Linked DNA regions of Mus musculus: region 2 is linked to region 1. A link is a contact called in public promoter capture Hi-C data. All regions are on one chromosome and are shown on one strand. The core of a region is the stretch at or near the end of the contact, and the rest is flanking DNA. Distances in the headings are between cores, read along the strand shown. Region 1 holds the start of Eml5 (echinoderm microtubule associated protein like 5). Region 2 has its middle 60 kb from the start of Gm40554.

Region 1 (6,742 bases), core at 2,155-4,654:
AAACACTACCAGATCCTTTGGGGAAACCAGCTAGCAAAAGTTTCAAAATACAAACCAGATCATTGATAAGCCTCTTACCCTAAATATAGAACTTGCAACATAGTATAACAGTCTAAAAACTGTTGCAAACACCTACTAGAGAAATTGAAACAAACGAACTTGAAACACGCGCACGCAGGGGAGAGCACAAAAGGAAAACATCTTGTATTATTTTGGCATTGAAGTTCACATCTAAGTATAAACAAGTTATTGGAATAATTAGCAGTAAAAGAATAATGCCTAGAGAAGTGGAGTACACACAGACAAGGGCAAAAGAAGGCAGACAAATATAAGGCTGCAATAAAATGTCATATCATCCTCGGTGACAGTAAGAGTATAGAAGCATCAAACAAATAACAGACTATTCAAACTTTAAAACCAACATAGCACTTACAGATTTAAAACCAAATGATAATTGCCAGTTCACTTTAGAACAGTCTCAGCCTAAAGTTATATTTCACCAACAAATCACAAGGAAATTTTAAGTAGATATAGAAATAAAACTCATGAAAATATTTTCATTAAGGCTAATTAAATCATAACATGGCTTTCTAACCATCTGTTACATGCATGAATGCTGTATCTTCTGCTGTGAAATAGTGAGAAATTACTGGAGTGGTTTCTATGCTTACAGGTTAAGCACTGAATTGAAAAAAAAACAGGTTTTAATATTTGACTATTCTATTTCACAAGAATAATTTGTCATTATCTGAAATACAATTTCCAAAGTACTTCCATTTCTCAACTATATTCTTAGTATTGTATTAAATTTGTGCCACAATCTTTAATACACTGCATGGTTTCAACTTTACTGCCCACAACAACTTTTCAGATCTTTTTAAATTGCCATAAATTATATAATAATATATCGTTTGCATCAAATCACAGACATGTAGAGTATGTTTGCAATTTGAAGTGTTTTGAGATGCATGTATGGGTTGCACAACTTTTGCACAAGACAAAAGTACAACCTTCCTTACAGTTTACTCAAAAAAATATAAAAACCACAGTCAGCGTAGCTCAGTGAGCCAGCGCTTAACCATTTGTGAGGCCTATTTGTTCAATCTGCAGTATGACCAAAAAAAAAAAAAAAAAAAGTCAAACAGTGTGCTATATAACACAGCCTCTAACTACTGCTAGGAGAATGAAGGCATAGCTTCATCTTCCTCTCAAATAAACCCCATCAAGTTTTGGAAAACTTCCATACAAACAGGGTCTTGCACTCATGATCACACCCGCCATATCCTTCACGTCCTCACCACTAACTTAATTTAACCTGGTAATATCTGGTGGGAGGCTGCTACTCAAAAGCTATTCATGTAGTTTTGTAAAGCTAGAGGCCCAATCCATACAGAAGGACAGACATGGCAGGACAGAGGGAAAAGAAAAGAAAATGAGATAACTCTCTTCTTGGGGTGAATAAGATGGGAAATTACTATTAACTTCTGTTCAAATTAGTGATTTGGGGCTTTCACTAGGTCTCATGCCTTGACTACCACTACAACAGAAAATTCCTAAATTGAGAAAAATAAAACTGCTTGTCAGATTCCTTTCCAAAAAACTAGAATCTGGAAAACCTTCACTGCAGTGTCTAATGAACAAGAGAATGATAATAAGCCCCCACCAAGCCTTCCCTTCTCTGCAATCTTATATGCTGTTAACTTTTACTTTGTTCCATCCCAGCTGACCTTCCAATTGCCTGGGGTCCCCTTCCCCCTTATATATGTACAGAGAGCTAAAATAACAATCTCGTAGAGTTTCAGCACCAGAGTGTCTTGCTTACGCTGCATCAAACCACTATACTGATTTTTGATGTGCCTAATTCGAAACATCCACGAAGAAACAAATATGCCTGCTCACAGAACCCGGGTCAAGAACACAGAAGCAACAACATAACACACTTGCAAATTTTTCTGTAATACATTCGCTTTGTTGGAAGACAGAAATGTGCTTGAGGCAATAATCAATTCAAACGCTCCCAACTTTAACATTAGAGTTCGACTGAAATGTGGAAAATTACCCTTTATATGTACAGCTTACCAAACATCTCGGCCAACGTTAAGATTCAGATCAATAGAGAGCAAGATACTGTCACCCTGTGATTGAAATTACTAATAAGAAAGTAAACTTAAGGTTACTCTGATGAAGATAAACAGAATCGGAAATCGGTGTGGTAAAGGTTATTTCTCATAAAAGACATACCCTCCAAGTGCCTTCCAGCGTGCGAATTTTAACCTCTAGTGAATTGCCTTCCGAGTAACACATGAGTTTCTTTGCTATCTGCTGATAATTGCAGATAGTGAAATCTGAACTAATAACTACGGCCAAGAGTTGAGTACCGCAGAGCTTGGGTTAGTCTTCTGTCAAGTGTTTCCTTTCCCTAGCGAAATAAGATTTCCTTTTTAACAAGAAACCAATCACGGAGTCTAAACTCCTGATGTTGATGGAACGGAAAAGGTCACAAATCCAGTCAAGCGAAGGCCTGCGGAGCATCCGTAGGCTCGCTCCCCTAGAAAAGGGCGCTGCGGAAAGCGGAGTGGTAAGTGGGTGGGCTCCGAACCAGATAGATGCACATCGCTGTCCTGGGTGATGCCCCTTTGCGTGAACGGCCACGACTTCCAGAAGGACAGGCAGCTGCAAACTCCGAGGGCGCTCGGCAGGGGTGACAGCGGTCCCCCTCCCACCCCACCCCTCCGCCTCCCCGAGCCCGTACCTGATGATGTCGTCGCTGTGGCCGCGGAAGAACTTCTGCCGATGCTCCCGCGGACTATACACCACGCCGACCCCCGCCACGAAGTACACGATCTCCTTGGCCGCCGTGTAGTAGAGGTTGTTGCGGCACTGGTGGCCCCGGTAGCCGTACACCCACTCGAGCCGCAGGTGGCAGCTCGGGGCGCTCCGAGCCGCCATGTCGGTGCGCCCACCCGTCGCTGCGGCTCGGGCCCGCGGTCGCCGCCGGGGCTGGGTGACGAAAGCTCTCCCGCTGGCGGCCCGGACGCTCCTCTAAGCCGAGCCCGGCAGGTGCATCTCGCTTGCGTGGCCGCCGCAGCCGCCGCCGCCGCTTCAGCCCACGGGCGGGAGGAAAAGCCTCGCCTCACCGAACATGCTGAGGGCCGCGAGCGCCGCCGGCTGTCCGGGAGCCTCGCGCGTCTGGGAGCTCGCCGTGTCCCCTCAGCCCAGTGCCTTAGGCTGGAAGACAACCAAGCGAAGAGGGGGGACGGGGACGCGCCTCCAGCCCGCTTCTTCTCCGCCCGCCCCGCGCACCGGACTCCCCGCCCGGGTCACCTGCGGCGCTCCGGTCTAGCCGCTACCTCGCCTCCACAGCCCCGGCGGAGCCGCGCCGCGCGCTCCCGAGCCCAGCTGAGTGGCGGGAGGGCGGAGCCGCGCGGCCCCGCCCCTCCCCTGCGCTAGCCCCACCTCTCAGGTGGCCCCGCCCCTCCCGGAGTAGAGCGGAATCAGAGAGCTCCCTGCTCACCACCACCAGGCTGTGGTTAACGCCCCCCGCCCCCCCGCCCCCCCCCCCCACGCAGTCCTCCCTACCAAGATCTAAGCACCCGTTCCCACCCTCGCGAGACCTGGATTACCCCACCCAGATTTGGATTCCTGTTGCTGGGTTTGCTTGCTCAGGAATCTCTGGGGAATCCCGCTTGCCCTTAGACCTCAGCTATTTCATATGCCAATGAATAACACCAGAATAGAATGTTCACTTTATTCTTTAATCGCCTCCTCCATACCTTACATATACGTGTGTGTTTGCTTATCATGGTGCTCTCTGGTCCAGAAATTTGGCAAGAAGAAAACCTAACCTCGCAAATGTGCTTTTGACACATTAGATACACTGTCCTAATAAATAGTCCTGGATTTGTTACTACTGTTGTTCAACAGGCCTCAAACTCATAATCCTCCTGTTTTTGTCTCCTGAATGCTGAGATTACAAATGTGCATCACTGTCCCCACCAAAACTCCGAACCCACCCCCCCCCCCCACGCACCCCACCACCACCCACCCCCACCCCGCTGGCAGATCTTTCAGCTGCTGTTTTGGATAGCAGCAATTATCTCTTGATTAAAATGAAGAAGGGCATGTTTTAAAGTAATTGTGAAATCAGATGGCCTAAATAATTGTGATCAGGTAGACTACTCCTGGAAGAGATGTTGACTATGTAACATCTATGTATGCTTAGAAAAAATTAAATATTTGTTGCCGTACATCGTGAAATATTAATCACTAGCTACATATAATTTTTATGAGGTAGGGTGTAGAAGAATAAGAATTTCTCTCTGTACAGTTTTTTTTTCAACACAATGTTTTACAGATCCCATGGTACATATTTAAGAACTTCAGATTAATACTAGATTTAAATAATTTATTTTCCCATTATCATATTTTCCATTGCAATTTTTAATGACCCAAGGGTAGAGTTTGAAGCAAAAACATTCTTAATTAAGCCATCCTCAGATGACAACTTAAGACCAAAAGAGATGACGGAGGCACAGCGGTGGCTGGAAAGTGAACCATTCATGAATACTAAAGAGAGGAAAGCAAATCTCACCAGTTCTCTATGCGATCTGTTAGCAGGGTCATGGCAGAGAAGTCAGTCAAGCCTTTACCCTGGACAAGGTGTTACCGCTTTCTGAAAGTCATGCAACCAGACCCCAGATATGGATCAACAAGTAAACATCTGGTGAACCATTTACGTAAAAGAACAATAATCCTTTGGTAATCTGATGCCTCCTAGTCCAGTCTGAAGCTACATAGTTCAGACATGTGGGGTGTATTCTAAAATTCAAGCAAATGGAGTTATTTGTGGTTTTCTGTTCATGTGTTGGCACCGAGATATGTATCCTCCAGCCTATAAAAGAAATGTAAGGTCAGCCATGGGCTGATGGCTAAGAAGGTGAGTGCTTGCTGCCCAAGTATAAGAACTGAGCTTCGCATCTCCAGGTCTCACATAAAAAGCTGACTGCTAAGGAGGCAGAGACAGGTGTATCATGGCGGTTCACTAACCGTAAAGCCCAGCTAAAACGACTGAGGCCCAGGTTCAGCGGAAGACTGGGCTAGCAAAATGGTTCAGTAGGTAAAAGAGCTTGTCCCCATATCTGACAACTGTAGTTTGACCCCTGAGAACCATGTATATTACAAAGAAGCAACCCATGCACATTGTCCTCTGATTCTCACTTACACATGTGCCCCTGGTAGTCACCAATAAATAGATAGATAGATAGATAAATGTGATTTTAAAATTTTAGTAAGATGCATAGAGGAAGACAACACTGAGCTCTAGCCTCTCTACCCATACATGCAAAGGCATGTCCGCATGCATGTGTACATACATAAACAGATATACACATATGAAGTAAAGCAAGTGAAACATACATTGCTGAAATTTGTGATATTATAGCTATTGACTTCATGCGTTATAAATTATAATAGTTTTAATTTCTACAACCAGGCCTTTGGTCACTCTTTTTTGTGTACAGAACTTAACACAGATGTTCCTTATTTTTATCTCAATCATTAAATGTAAAACAAAATATTATGTACTTAAAATAGGAAACCTCTTGTTTTTATCTGAAAACAATCATTTTCTGATACCTGTACTATATTATTGTATTAGTAAGAATTTATTTGGTTATATGTAATTGAAAGTCATTCCCACTGCCTTAGATTAAAGAGAATTATAATGTATCAAAAGGCCGAAAAGTACATCAATGGACTTGAAAGCTAAGATGCCAATAATTAGAATCAGAACCCGGCCATTAGACTTAACCCAGATTTACCTGGTGTTGGTTCAGTTGCCAGACAAGCAAAATAATTGCCAACAGCTCCATCTATAGACCAATCCCCCTTAGCTTGGAATCCCTGTGGAAATAGCTTTTTTCTTTTGGCTGTCCCCTGGAAACTAGTAGACATCATCTTCATGGTCTCTAATTAGCTGACGTGAGTTGTGGATCCCCCTTAGAAGCCACAGAGTAGTAGTGCTAGGTGGGTCAAAGCCACAGGAAGAGAGAATGGGAAAGACCCAGCCTTCCAGTTTAAGAAGGGATGGATGCCACTAGCGATCCTCGGGGTTGGCTTGGATGCTCTATCATCCCCTGTCTTCATCTACCAAACCAAAGACGCCTGCAATTTAATTAAAAACAGGTGTAAATAAATGCAGCTCTGGGACAAGGCTCCTTCTAAACCAGACTGGCACCCAAAACTCCTCCTGTGAAGGAGAGCCAGATGTCAGACTGGCAAAAACAACAGATGTCCCCTGCCTGAGAACAACGATCCCACAAGCCTACTAGACTCCACCCAAAGCTTTTATAAATTGGCATATAATCCAAATAAAGTAAGTCCCATACCAAATTATCTTTTCCTGCACACCAACACACCTTAAACATCACCTTTTTTTAAATAGTAAATTAAAAAAAAAAAGAACAACTACTATTACCTTAGTTATGCAGATTGGCAAGATGAGTTTCCTTTTGATCTTCAACGCTTCCCGCCTCCCAAACATGGCTACCAAGTCCTCACTGACTCCCACTCCTGTCTCTACATCAACACTCACTCTCCCAGCCGCCCACTGCCACAGTTCAGTTCAACTTCCAATTCCCTCTTCTTTAGAGTCTGAATTCGCTAGTGCTTGAATTACCTGTAGAAAGGAAATTCTGTGTCTGGAACCTTATGATGGCCTTCTTTAGCTCATCAATTCCCCACG
Region 2 (6,742 bases), core at 2,255-4,754, 180 kb after region 1:
ATTCTGTCCCAAGAAGAAGCCTGAATCTCAGGCTTTTGGCCCTTGAAGAACATGATCACTCCGTTCGAATATCTGTCCTTTCCCATCACACAGCAGTCCTTCTTACCACTCCATTCTTAAATGAGTGTCCTTAGAATTTTAGGAAGCTGACACTGTACGGTTTGCTTAGTCTATTTTCAAGGTGTAGTCTCCATTCTTGGAGGGCCACTCCTTGAGACTGAGACTTAGGTCTAGTGATTCTGCCTCAAAGCTCTCCCTGGGGAAATCTTTCCGTATGCTTAGAAGTGGATGTGCCTGAACTTCACTGAAGAACAGAGGATAACAGTAAAATAAAAGTGTTCACAGTCATTAGAGCCACCCAAACTTAGTGGCTTAAATCATTGGTAATAAATGATTCTGACCCTGAACCTTCAATGTGGGCAGAGCCCAGCTCCGTCCCCAACAGCATTAGCTGAAGTGGCTCAAAAGCTAGCCTCCCCGCAAGTATTCAGCAGTAACTTATGACCTTTTTTTTTTTTTAACCTAAGATAATTTTACACAGCCTAGGTGTGCAGCTATATAAGACAGGTGCATAAATCAAACATTTACTGACAATAAACCACAGAGAGGTTCATTTTAAAACAATGCTTTGAGAGATACGTATGTGCAGCTTTGCCACTTATTAAACAGTAAAGCAATTTTGCACCCTACTGAGATGAATATGCTTGGTTATTTTTATATAAAGAATGAAATCTTGATAGCGCAGGATATAGTTCTTCAAAGCTTCTCAGAGTTCAGTGAAATTTTGATTTTAAAATTATCAATGCTGCAACTGCTGCTTCACATGAATATGTAGTGCACACGACACAATGACGTGCAGGGCCATTTCAGAATAAAATTGGGATTTGGAAGTCCTGTGCTATCCAAAACCAAGATTCACTTAATGGTTTTTAATGGAATTCATCATCAATTAAAAAAATCAAGTTTTAAAATCAAGCACTGGACAGGCGGGCAGTGGTGGTGCACGCTTTTAATCCCGGCACCTGGGAGGCAGAGACAGGCGGATTTCTGAGTTCAAAGCCAACCTGGTCTACAGAGATAGTTCTAGGATAGCCAGAGCTACACAGACAAACCCTGTTCTAAAAAGAAATTTTTTAAAAAAATCAGTTATAATTTAAGAAGTTGGAGGCTGGGGCACTTACACATTTTTTTTCCCTGCCACCAATGACTACCTCAAAGCATGGCTGCAAATGTCCTGAGACAGCAGAGTAGATGGACAGGGAGTTTTTATGATCTGTCTCAAAAGTTATGCGCACTTAGTGATGTCCCAATCTACCAACTGAAACTGGCACAAATCTCACCCAGGTTTGGGAGGGGCAGACATAGAGGAAGGATCCTAAGTTTACTTAGGAATGTGCAAAGAGAGGATCTTAGTTACGTAAGTGTGAGATGGAATGCATTTGGGCCAGCTGCTTTTAGAAATACAATCTGCCACTCCACTATCCAAAGTATAGGCTGCACAGACACAAAGACACGGACAGACAGACAGACAGACACACACACACACACACACACACACACACACACATACACACACCACACACACACACCAAGACAAAACAAAACAAAAAGCTGGGTGGTGGTGGCATACTACTTTAATTCCAGTATCCAGGAGGCAGAGGCAGGTGAATCTCTAAATTCAAGTCCAGCCTGATCCACAGAGCAAGTTCCAGGATAGCCAGGACTACCCTGAGGAACCCTGTCTTTAAAAACAAAATAAAAAACCTGTTGTATTATCTGTCGTTGCCAGTTTTAAAAAGCTGTAAAGGGGCAAGCATCCCTTCTCCAAACAGAAGTACAATTCCGTAGAGAATGAGGATGCTGTGTCTAAGAGGGTACCAAAGGGTTCATGTGGGTCTCTGTGTATGATGTGGTGATATTTCTCCCAGATGCAGAGAACATCTTCCTCCCACACAGAATGATGAAGGACAAGCACAAGAAGAAGATCTTAGCATCTTTCTGTCTCATAAAGAAAGGAAGGGAGGGAGGGAGGGAGGGAGGGAGGGAGGGAGGGAGGGAGGGAGGGGGAGAGAGAGAGAGAGAGAGAGAGAGAGAGAGAGAGAGAGAGAGAGAGAGAGAGAGAGACCTGTTTCTACCATCCCAGGACTTTAATTGCAAAACTCTGTTGTTGGGGGCACACTTTGTTTTCTCCAGGCTCCGGGCCCCAGGCTCTGGCCCCCAGGCTCCCGTGCGCACACAGATGCTTTTCGTGTCCCCTCTTCATCAGCAGCGTGGTGGCTGAAGGAGCACCTGGACTTGAGAAGGCTGGGTGCTCTCTGAATGACTTTAGTTGAAATGCTTCACTGTGCTTCAGTTTCCTTCCGTGAACAATGATGCTAATCACAAGGCTTGCAACATTTTGTAAACAGCGAATGTGCTGGTTCCTGGAGCTCCTTTACACTTGACAAGTGCTTTAAAATTGTTACTTGCACCAGGTCCAGATTTATTTGTGAACACCCCCAGGATATACCTACCAGGGACAGATCCTTATGACTGGGCTGTCTCTTCTTTCGTTGTTACAGACAGATACCAATAATACTGCTCTGGGTGTGCTCCTATTCTGCAAACAGACCAGGAAGAGGCTGGAAACCGATTGAGTAAGGAGAAGTAGAAAAATCAAGGTTCTCTGATTGGATATGAATTCTCTTTCCAAATCCCCATCTTTCCTGGGCCTTTCTCAGGCTAAAGCTCCTCACTCTGTGAAGATGTCTCCGAATGGAGAAGCAAGGAGTACTCAAAGCTTCATCTTCTCCTAATGGAGAATGGCTTGGGTTTTTACCTTTGTTAACTGGGCGACCTTGAGCAGTCCTCCATCCCCCACTGCCGCTATAAGTTAAAGGTCCCTATAGCTCTTTTATCGCTGGAGTTTAACATATGTCTACCTGCGGGGAGGGGGGCGTTTCCATAGCAACAGAAGTGCGGGATGTTAAGTCTCCCTTTCTAGTATCCAGAACCCAGCCTACATAGGGACCTCCTAAACCTGGGGAATATTTATGCTGAGGCAGAGCCCCCTGGGGCGATTCCTGGAATCACCAAGCTTGGATCAGGGTGCTACACATTGGCTAGCGAAAGATCCCGAAGGTAGAAAGAGTGGTTCTTGCTGCAGACGCGGTCCATGTCTGTCTGTCTGGGCATGTCTCAGGGGCTGGGAGTTATATCTCATCTCCTGACTCCGGGAAAACGCATGATCTGGCATGATGAGAGACTCTCTGGGGACTTTTGCTTTTTGTTTTCCTCGTTTTTTGAGACCAGAGAGCTCAAACCATTGGGGTACATGTTGACGGCTAGACTGCAGCCTCTGATGATAACTGTCCCTTTGCATAAGTCCTCTGCACCTCGGGGTAGAAACAGCTCCACCAGGGGGCAGTGCAAAGAAAAATTCGATATGGGGACCAGAGGAGATGTCCTAAGCCAAGCATCCTAACTAGGCTCCTGGCTGAGCAGCGCGACAACCCCAGCGGGTGGAGTCGCAGCGCTTTGATGTCGCGCGGCCACACGGTGGCGCTGCCGCACCGCCCTCCAGCAGACGACACAGGGCTAGGCATGCCCCAGGCAGGGACAGGCCAGGGGTACAGAGCAGGCACCTCAACTCTCCCCTTGATGGCCAGTCTTGGGACGCAGTGTCCACCTTTATGCCTTGCGACACATTCGTGACCCTGCCCTTGAGCCTCATGGAGGTCGGGAAGCTGAGGCTGAAAGGATTAGGAATCCTGGGGCTTAGCTTCAATGGCTAAACCTCTGACAAGGCCTTTTTCCTAAAAGGAAAAGAAGAGAGCTGTAAGAGAAAAGAGCCGTTAGGATTTATTCCCAGGGGTTCCTAGAAACTGCCACAGCCTGCGAGGTCAAAGTTAAACCATTTTGTACGGAGCATGAGAGAGAGAGAGTCGATGCTTGCTCCAGCAGCAGTGAGCAGAGCTGACGGCCAATGCCGGCTATCTGCAGCCAGGTCTGTGGACATCCCACCACAGAACCTTACTCCCAGTTGTCAGTCACCTAAGAAGAAGGAAAAGAAACCCCCAAATTCCTTCTTTCCATCCTTAGAAGTAGGAAAGTAGAAACACCTTTAACTTGGTTCTGATCTTGAAGACCAACAAGGGAAGTCAATGACTTTGGGGGTGACTGCAGCAAGACAGAAGAAGGAACACAGAGCCCTGAATCAGTGCCCCGGGCAGGTTCTCTTACCTAAAGATGGTGGTCTCAGCGAAATGAATGGTCGTTAAGTCACTGTGCTTGGAGGCACAGGGCTGTGATGGTATGCCATTACTGTAAATGAATTCAAGAGACGGATTGCTTTATCTTAAAAGCTCACAGTTTTCAAGGTTTCAAGTCTATAGCTGGTTGGTTCTGTGGTAAGACAAAATCATGGTGGGAGTACACAAAGTAGGAGGCCTGTTAACCTCATCGTGTCTGGGAAACAGGGCAGAAAGTATATTCCCAATGCCTTCTTCAAGGGCATGCCCCTAATAGCTTCACCAGGTCCCTACCTCTCAGTAGTGCAATGGGTGGGAACCAAGCCTTTAACACATGGGCCTTTGGCTGACACCAACAGTCCAACAGAGAGCAAGGGAGGTGATCAGCTATTTGGTCTGGTACCGCACCATAACTGATTGCAGAATTAACTAACTACAGCATCTGATCGGGTAATAAGATCCTTGGTTACGTAGGTATGATAGGCAGTGTCGACTGTCAACTTGATAGGCTGTAGAATCGCCCAGGAGACAGGCCCCCAAGAACACCTGCAAGGGATTATCTTTGATTAGGTTAACCAAGGGGAAGGCTTGCCCTAATAGTGGGCAGTACCACTCCTTGGCTTAGGCCCTGGTTGCATATAAAGGAGAAAGCTAGCTGAGCAGGATCGCCCACACTCCTCTGCTTCCTGCCTGCTGAGGCACTGTGACCAGCTTGCTCAAGCCCAGACTGTACCCTGGAACTGAGAGCCAAGACAGGCCCTTTCTCCATGAAGTTACTTTTGCCAAGATATTTTATTACAGCAATAGAAGTAGGAGAGTGGCTAACGCAGTAGGAGAAAGGAGGTTTCAGGTAGAAAAAGAACCCAAGTGCTAAACACAAGACAAGTCATGATACTCTGAGGATGCTTTCTGCAAAGCATAGATGTGTGTGTGTGTGTGTGTGTGTGTGTGTGCATACATACATATACATATATACATAAACACATATATGTGTGCATATGTACATGTATGTATATATACATGTATGTATATATATGTGTGTGTGTGCATGTATACATAGACATGCGCATATATACATATATAAGCACACACAGGCCATCTGCACACCATTAGCACCACCCTCTTTATCAAGAAAAATAAGCTTAAATAGTTCTTAGCACACTGTCTGAGGAGGGCTTAGAATGCAATTTTCAAAGCTCAAAATCTGTCATAAGTTTACTTTCTCTGAGTTGGACACCATTCAGAGCTAACACAGACACACATTCACACTCACACACACACACATTCACACACACAACTCTTCTGTCTACGCTGCAATGTCCTTAGGTAACTATGCACACTCTCTTACCATGGTAAGGTAACTATCTTACCATGTATTTCCTCAGAGAGTTGCTAGAGTCTGCCTGACCATTTGCACCCTCTCTTCCCGAGTCATGTCTTTATTACATCAAGGAGGTCAGGCTAAAACTTCATTCCCACTCACATCTCCAATAATCCCTTGAGGGGACTTCTTGTACCTTTGCCACCACTTTGTTCCATTCTGGGGCTGAGTTTACAGCCAAGTCCCTTCTGGGTTTGATCTCGCTCCATGGTGCTGCTGAATGCTTAAATCTTTGCTATCGAGCACCCATTTCCAGAAGTCCTTCACTCCAGGACACTGCCGCAGGCTGTGTCTCTCTTAGCTAGGCGCTCTCATCTCCTTGCTGACTTCTCTCAGCCCCTGGTTCTGCACATCCCATGGGTTCCCTTCAGCATCCTCATCTCACCTCACCTCCACCTGCTGTCTGGTCTTCCCCTCATCAAGCGGTCCCAGGTTGTTAACCAATGTGTGCACCCCTCCGCTCTCCCCTCGCTCTGTGCTTTGCTCCAAGGCAGTGGTTCTCAACCTGTGGGTCCCAACCAAACTGGGGGTAGGGAAAGGGGTCGAATGTCAGATGTCCTGTGATTTCAGATAATTTACGCTGTGATTCATAACAGTAGCATAATTACAGCTATGAAGTAGTAGTAAGCAGTTTTACGGTTGGGGTCACCACAACATGAGGAACTGGATTAAAGAGTGGCAGTGTTAGGAATGGCTGCTCCAGAGCTTTTTATGACTAACATAAACAAACACACAAATATACAGGGACGCACACAGAAAGTCTGTGTGTGTGTGTGTGTGTGTGTGTGTGTGTGTGTCTGGCCAACTCATTAAAAAAGAAAAAAGAAAAACCTCCTTTCTCTTCTCCAACCACACACAAGCCTGATCCGAGTATCCCTTTGCTGAAATCTCCCAGCATCTTTCTACTGGCCTGTGCACATCTCAGTTGCCATGGTTACCAGGCTCTCGGGGACCTGCCTCTGCGCCCTCCATTTCATACGAATCTACCACTTGCCCACAGCACCACCCCAGCTATTCATCCCCAGCCACTTGGTGTTCTCTGAATGAGCCCAGCTCAGCTCCTCGTCTGTACTGCTCTTTAACAGCTCTATCCTCGTGGAGACCTCGAGCCTCTCTCTCCACTCTGCCCAGT

The links. Promoter capture Hi-C pulls out the DNA fragments that hold promoters and counts their contacts.
Region 2: a contact with region 1 is called in a promoter capture Hi-C map of 3T3-L1-derived adipocytes, with 3 times the contacts expected there. The contact joins the enhancer-like site here to the promoter of Eml5 in region 1. A contact is called at or near these places in 8 of 39 promoter capture datasets (the 3T3-L1 cell line, 3T3-L1-derived adipocytes, the HPC-7 cell line and 4 more), 4 of 484 Hi-C or Micro-C datasets (the C2C12 cell line, embryonic stem cells, nephron progenitors and 1 more) and 2 of 115 datasets of contacts at active chromatin or transcription factors (embryonic midbrain and forebrain).

What each region holds. Positions count from the first base shown.
Region 1 is chr12:98,898,080-98,904,821 of GRCm38.p6, forward strand. It overlaps Eml5 (echinoderm microtubule associated protein like 5), which reads right to left and starts at 3,405. Exons shown (of 44, transcript NM_001081191.1): 1 at 2,753-3,405. The coding sequence starts at 2,949.
Region 2 is chr12:99,080,862-99,087,603 of GRCm38.p6, forward strand. No RefSeq gene overlaps it. Among named protein-coding and RNA genes, the nearest start is that of Gm40554, 60 kb to the left of the region's middle. Within about 2 kb of position 3,505, at least 41 of the 459 cell types and tissues checked have an H3K27ac peak or open chromatin away from gene starts, as enhancers often do. A contact at or near this core is called in 3T3-L1-derived adipocytes, hippocampal neurons, neural progenitor cells and 1 more, where this site is marked.